Regions from separate parts of the Hordeum vulgare genome. Here region 1 is linked to region 2. The links are chromatin contacts, called in public Hi-C maps. All regions are on one chromosome and are shown on one strand. The core of a region is the stretch at or near the end of the contact, and the rest is flanking DNA. Distances in the headings are between cores, read along the strand shown. Region 1 holds the start of LOC123452684 (protein unc-13 homolog). Region 2 holds the start of LOC123452649 (protein SAWADEE HOMEODOMAIN HOMOLOG 2-like).

Evidence for each region. Hi-C and Micro-C count contacts between places; a contact is called where the count stands out from the background.
Region 1: a Hi-C map of seedling shows a contact between it and region 2, with 2.9 times the contacts expected there. The contact joins the promoter of LOC123452684 here to the promoter of LOC123452649 in region 2. A contact is called at or near these places in 4 of 6 Hi-C or Micro-C datasets (leaf and seedling) and 1 of 1 datasets of contacts at active chromatin or transcription factors (embryo).

The regions. Positions count from the first base shown.
Region 1 is chr5H:397,737,899-397,740,963 of MorexV3_pseudomolecules_assembly, forward strand. LOC123452684 (protein unc-13 homolog) reads left to right here and starts at 1,791. Exons shown (of 5, transcript XM_045129389.1): 1 at 1,791-2,431. The coding sequence starts at 1,919.
Region 2 is chr5H:397,591,343-397,594,655 of MorexV3_pseudomolecules_assembly, forward strand. It overlaps LOC123452649 (protein SAWADEE HOMEODOMAIN HOMOLOG 2-like), which reads left to right and starts at 1,743. Exons shown (of 9, transcript XM_045129350.1): 1 at 1,743-1,890. The coding sequence starts at 1,852.

The DNA of each region.
Region 1 (3,065 bases), core at 541-3,040, 150 kb after region 2:
ACATGGTATGCTTTTGGTGCCACGCTTTTTCCCGTGGATTGCTTGTCCATTTGCTCACATATGCTTGCTTGGTTTCAATTGTAGGTGTTTCAAGCTTTGGAAGCATTAAAGGTTCACCACGACGGCAAAGCCTTCCATCTCGCCCATTGTTGGACTATCATCAACGGGGAGGAGAAGTTCAAGGCGTAATATGCCGCCCTCTTGGTGCGTGAGGGTAAAGAAGTTGTGCAGGACCATGGTGACGGTGAGAAGGCCCGACCGCGGGGGAAGACCAACTCGAAGAAGAAGGACACGCGGGACGCGGCGTCGATCGCTTGCTTGAAAAGGTGGAGGGCATGTAAGCAAGAAGGACTTGAGGGGGGAGAAGCGCTGGTAAGAAAAGGAAGAGAAAATGCACGCCTTCATGGAAATCCAAAGGAGGAGGCTCGAGATGGACGCGTTGGGGCAAGCCAAGATGCTTGAGTTGGAGAAGGCGAAGCAAGCCAAGATGCTCAAGATCGAGGCCACCAATGCCAGGACCAATGCGAAAGAAGTGTCCCTCGCAAGCATGAAGACGGGCACAGAGATCATGAAGGTTGATCTGAACACCGTGTCACCGAGAAAGAGGCTATGGTTCGAGAAGATATAGGCCGAAATGCTCAAGTTCGAACAGCTGTGATCTGCGACGGAGATCACGAAACCTTTTTTGTATGCCGGCAAGTGTGCTGGCATGACCACGGGCCGACATGGCGTGGTCGAATTTGGTGTGCTGGCATGTGTGTCGGCCGCTGGCAAGTGTGCCAACATGAACTGCGTGGTGGTTTAATGTAGGCTGGCAATGTATGTCGGTCGCTGACATGGTGCCGACATGAACTCTTGGCGTTGGCATGCTGGCCAATTTTATCGAATGCGCAGACAAAAAACGGGTCATCATCGTTGGGCGCGCGACCGACCCAAAAAAAAGCGGGCGGGCGCGGAGCGGGCCGCCGTCCCAAATGGACAAAAAGCGGACAAAACCACCGTCCGTTTGGGTCGACCGGCTGGAGTTGCTCTCAGGGCCATGGGGGTGCAGTGGATCCCGATCCTTGCCAGTGGGAGGACTCATTTTTACTTTTTTTGGAGTTTTTGTTAGGGTAGTATCCAACTCAGGAAGTCGAGATGCGCGACGACTTGATGAAAATAAAATAAGGTTCTTTTTGTCTAACCCCCGTTTCGACGGTGCGTTTACTATCATTGATGAGCGTGTGGAGATGTGTCTTTGGTTGAACTATCTTTGATGGATGTGTTCGGATCCGATCGTTGTTCGTCTACGTCTGCATGTCTTCAGATCGGATCCTCATGATCGATGCTATTCTTCATCGGCGGTGGTTTGTTGTTCTGATGCGGCGATTCATTGGGCCTTAGAACAACGACTTCCCAACTATTTACCACTTCCTTCATAAGGAAATATAAAATCACTTAGATAACGTGATCTAAACGCTCTTATATTTCCTTACAAAGAGAGTACACCAAGTTTTGTCCGGCTTCATCGAGGGAGGGCAATGATGGCGACACACCATTGACCCACTTCTGTCTTTGTAGTCGTCGGTAGATGGTCTGTGGACAAGAATGTAAATTTTTATTATTTATGGTGTTCGTTGTACGTCATGATTGAAGAAGAATAAATTGAAAAATTATTAAAAGAACTTTGTAAAACAACTTGTATAATAACCGAGGTAAAACGGGGTACATCTTGCAATTCACCTTGGGCCTCTCTTCACTTTCTCTCTCCTCATCATCCCATCCCTGGACTGGAGAGCAAAAGCGGCACGCGCATACACCGATACACGCACCTCCCTCCCTCCCTCCCTTTCTCTCTCCCCACCAGCAAGAGAGAGAGAGAGAGAGAGAGAGGCAAGCTGCCCTGCCGACCTCCGCCACCGCCGCCGCTCCCGACGCGATGGCCCGCCTGTTCCGCGACCCCCGCCGCGACTCCGCCTCCTCCTCCTCCAATGGCTTCGCGCCCCCGGCCGCCGCGTCGCCCGCCGCCTCCGCGCTCCCGTCGCCGTTCCCCGACCTCGGCGTGCAGCTCTCCGCGGCCGAGCTCCGCGAGACCGCCTACGAGGTCCTCGTCGCCGCGTCCCGCACCACCGGCGGCAAGCCCCTCACCTACATCCCCCAAGCGGGCCCGGCCTCCCCGGCCTCGGCCTCCTCGGCGTCCTCCGCCAACAGCTCCTCCTCGTCGCTCCAGCGCTCGCTCACCTCGGCCGCCGCCAGCAAGATGAAGAAGGCGCTCGGGCTCAAGTCCTCGGCCTCGTCCAAGGGAGGCAGCCCGGGGAGCGGCGGCGCCGGGGCCAAGGCGGCCCCGCGGCGGCCGGCGACGGTCGGGGAGCTGATGCGGTCGCAGATGCGCGTGTCGGAGCCCGCCGACGCCAGGATCCGGAGGGGCCTCCTCCGCATCGCCGCGGGTCAGGTAGGATCTCTGAGTTTGTTGCGGTTGTTAGCGCGTTAAATCTGCGGGATTCGAGCTGAAATGCCGCTTAAAGTTTGCTCATTTGATCGCCATTTTCGTGCTGGCTTGAATTCCGTGTCGGCAGATTGTGGTAGATCTGGGGTGGGTTCAGCCTGCCGCGCCAAAAGCATAGAAGCGTGATCTTCGTTTTGGTTCTGGTTTGGTCAGTGTTCTTCGCAGTTAGTTGGAGGGCTCGAAGAAATTTCAAATTCGGCTGAAAATACGCTTATTTTCTCACTTTCTATTTTTGGTTTCCGTATCTCAAGTCGAGCTGAAATGCAACTGGCGAGTATGCGGGCCTTTTCTCGCGAGGGGTGTGAAAATAGTTTTCTTTCCTTTTTTTTAGCTTGATTGAATCTCATAATTGTCAGTTGTGTCGGCTGCAATGGAATAATTCACTTTCCCCCCGCTGATCGTCCCATTAATTATATTTATATACTCGTGTAAGGCTGGTTGTAATGGGGAGTATCATATACGAGTATTAGTATCATGTATATGATACTAGTGTTAGGGATGTAGGCGGGCATCCCGCATAATCCCGCATAACATAATATTAGTTCAAATTAAGGTAGGGATGTAGAGCGGCACCCGATCC
Region 2 (3,313 bases), core at 493-2,992:
TATACCGGGGCACTCTCAATGATATCAATGTGTTACAACTGACTCATTTGTTTGCTAGGCTTGCTAGTGGTGATGATCCTGCTTGCAACTACACTATCAATGGACATGAATACACAAAGGGGTACTATCTTGCAGATGGTATATACCCTCCTTGATGCACATTTGTCAAGAGCATCAAATAACCCAAAACAAAAAAACAATGTGAATTTGCAAGGGTGAAGAGGCAGCCCACAAAGACATTGAAAGAACATTCGGTGTTTTGCAATCTATGTTTGCCATTGTTCGTGGTCCTCCTCATTTTTGGGATAAGAAAACCTTGAAGAACATCATGACATGTTGTGTTATCCTGCACAATATGATTCTTGAAGATGAGAAATGATTGAACTTAGAATTCTTTTACGACAATGTGGGTAGCCGTGTCAAACCAGATAGAGACCCAATCCGCATTAGAGCTTTTCTTCAGACATACAAGGGGATTGAAAATGCAGCCACCCACTTTCAACTTCAGGAAGATCTCATTGAGCACCATTGGCAAAGGGCTGGACAGTGACTTATTTTTGTATTCATTTGTATTTGTATTAATGGCAAGTTTTGTATTGCACTATTTAAGTTTGCTACGATTATTTGAATAATTATTTGTAATGCGGACGATTATCGTATTATGTTTGTTTCGAATAATTCAGTTTGTTTTCGATTGTTGAATTATGTTGTATTTGATATTTGGGGGCTGATGATATGCGGGATGCAGCGGCGCAAAGAGCAGACCCCGCAAAGTTGATCCGTAAAAAAGTTGTTTTGCGCGAACTGCAAACGCGTTTTACGGGCCGACGGGATGCAGGATCTACTAGAGTTGCTCTTAGAGCATGGTTAATAGTACAGCCAGCTGCTGGCTATATGATGTTGACACGTCATCTATAGCCAAGCTTATAGCCCGCAAGTACAATAGGTAGATGTAAATAAGTACTACTTTATTGATACAAAGCCCACCATTAGTTAGCCAAGCTTATAGCCCGCAAGTACAATAGGTAGATGTAAATAAGTACTACTTTATTGATACAAAGCCCACCATTAGTTTGTAACCCACTTCCCTTCTCTCTCCTCCAACTCATCATAAATATAGTATTTTAAGTCTTGCAGCCTGCCAACGTCATCCTATTATACTTGCTCTTAGAGCATGGTTAATAGCATAGCCAACTGCTGGCTATAAGCAGTCTTATAGCCCGTCTTATAGTTAGCTTGTACAATAGTTAGCTATAAAATAGTACTACTTTTATCATATATGGTCCACCTTTCATTCTCACAAAGCACCTAGGAGCACGTGCTAGAGCTGACTCTTCACGAAAAGCCCGCTTCCCTTCTCTCTCCTCTTCTCTCTCATCCAACTCAGCAAAAATATACTTCCTACGTTCCTAAATATAAGTCTTTAAAGAGTTTTCATTAGTGAACTACATACGGATGTATATAGACATACTTTAGAGTATAGATTCATTCATTTTGTTCCGTATGTAGACTCATAATGAAATATCTTAAAAGACTTATATTTAGGAACAGAGGGAGTATTATTTTAATCTTTACAGCCTGCTGACTGTACCTTACTGTACTTGCTCTTAGCCGACCCCAAACTTTCCACCCCTACTGTCCATTGGGGTCCACGCTGTTTCCGGTGGGGTGCACCCCACTTTCCGGGATTCCTGCTTCCCCTCCTCTCTCTCACTTGGGTTTATTCCTTCCTCTCTTTTTTTTCCACGCTCGGCGCATCCGGAGACAGCACCCCTCATAATTGCCTGTGCCACTGGTGGTTGGACTGGCAGCCGCCTCCCCCTCCCCCCTCGACCTCGCCGCCGGCCAGCGATGGAGCGACGATCCAGCACCCGCTTCTCGCCCTCCGAGGTACAGCGCCATTCGCTACCTCCCCTCTCCTTCCCCCCCCATCCTCGCTGCCCCGATGCACCCGGGCGCTGCTCCTCGGTGCTTCATCGGCGCCACCCCTCCCCGGTGTTCGTCCTATCTGCGGCGTCGGAGGCGCTAGGATCTTCCCCTCCGATTCGATGGGAAGAGGACGCTCGCAGTCGGACGCGATCCAGTCGCTTCGATGCCGCCCCATTGCGTTTCAGAGTTCGCGGTGGTTTTTGCTGCGGATTCTGTCCTTTGCCCTCGTTTTATTAGGTTTCGTCCGGCCCGGGGGTGCTCTTGATGAAGGGGAAGGTCTCCTCTTGGACGGGGGAGATTTTATTGGATTTTTGTTGCTCTAATGCCCTTATTTTAATGAAATACTTTTTCCGTATTTGCTGCTGTTGTGGGTACTGACCATTTTTTTCCCCTTGCATGCGAATTTTGATTGTTGTACATATTGTGATTTTCCTGCTCTGGTTGCAATACGACGTGCACTTCCGTGCCACATTGTTCTGTGCTAGTGTGTAATAATGGTATCTGATGGGGGGAAATCGCTAGGGTTTTGTTTGTTGGGGCTGATTCCCAAACGGTTGGACCAAATGCCAGTTGGATGATCAGTCCAAGCAACTGTAGGGGGTAGAATTATTGGAGCATCGCATTGTATTATTCAGTTTGTACCATGGTTTTTGAGTCGATGAGTCGTTCTGGGGTAGCGACTCGTGATGAGTTGAGCCTGGCAAATCGAATCGTCAGACCTGGCAGTGCGACTCGTCAACTAGTCACGCCGACTTGAAAACCATGGTTTGTAGATAGCATTTGAGGCCTAATCTTTGTCGTCGTGGTAATTTAAAATGGTTAGAGGTTATTCCAGTCTAAAGGGTTTGTTAGTATGCAATATGTAGCATATGCGTTAAGCTGCGCCTATTTGTAAATGGACACCAAAGCTTATTGTTTTCCGTTTGCCCCCTAGATGTGACCAGTGAAAACAATCAGTTGCAGCTCGATTTTGATTGAAAAATATTTCTGAACACTCATCTTCTAGTATAAGAGCATTAGGCATGAAAATATTATGTTTACTCCTGATGGAAAACCACTCAATCTGTTCCTTAATAGCTTCCTCTGAAAGAATTTCAAGTCAATGGACACAAGGCGGGCAAACAATGTCTATGCATTATTGTTTTGTACTTGCTTATCCATTTTGGAGCGAGGGTGGGGTAAAACAATCACTAGTAGATCTGTACGTGCAATGCACGTTTATATTAGGCAGTATATTAGTTGCACGTGGACATTTGGTAGGATAGTATTTGTGTGTTAATTATATGATTAGCGCTATATTTGTTATGATATTAATTGCACGCTAAACATGTTGAGCGCTCGTCATTGGAGCAGTCTAGGTTATTGGATTGACCTGGTTTGATGA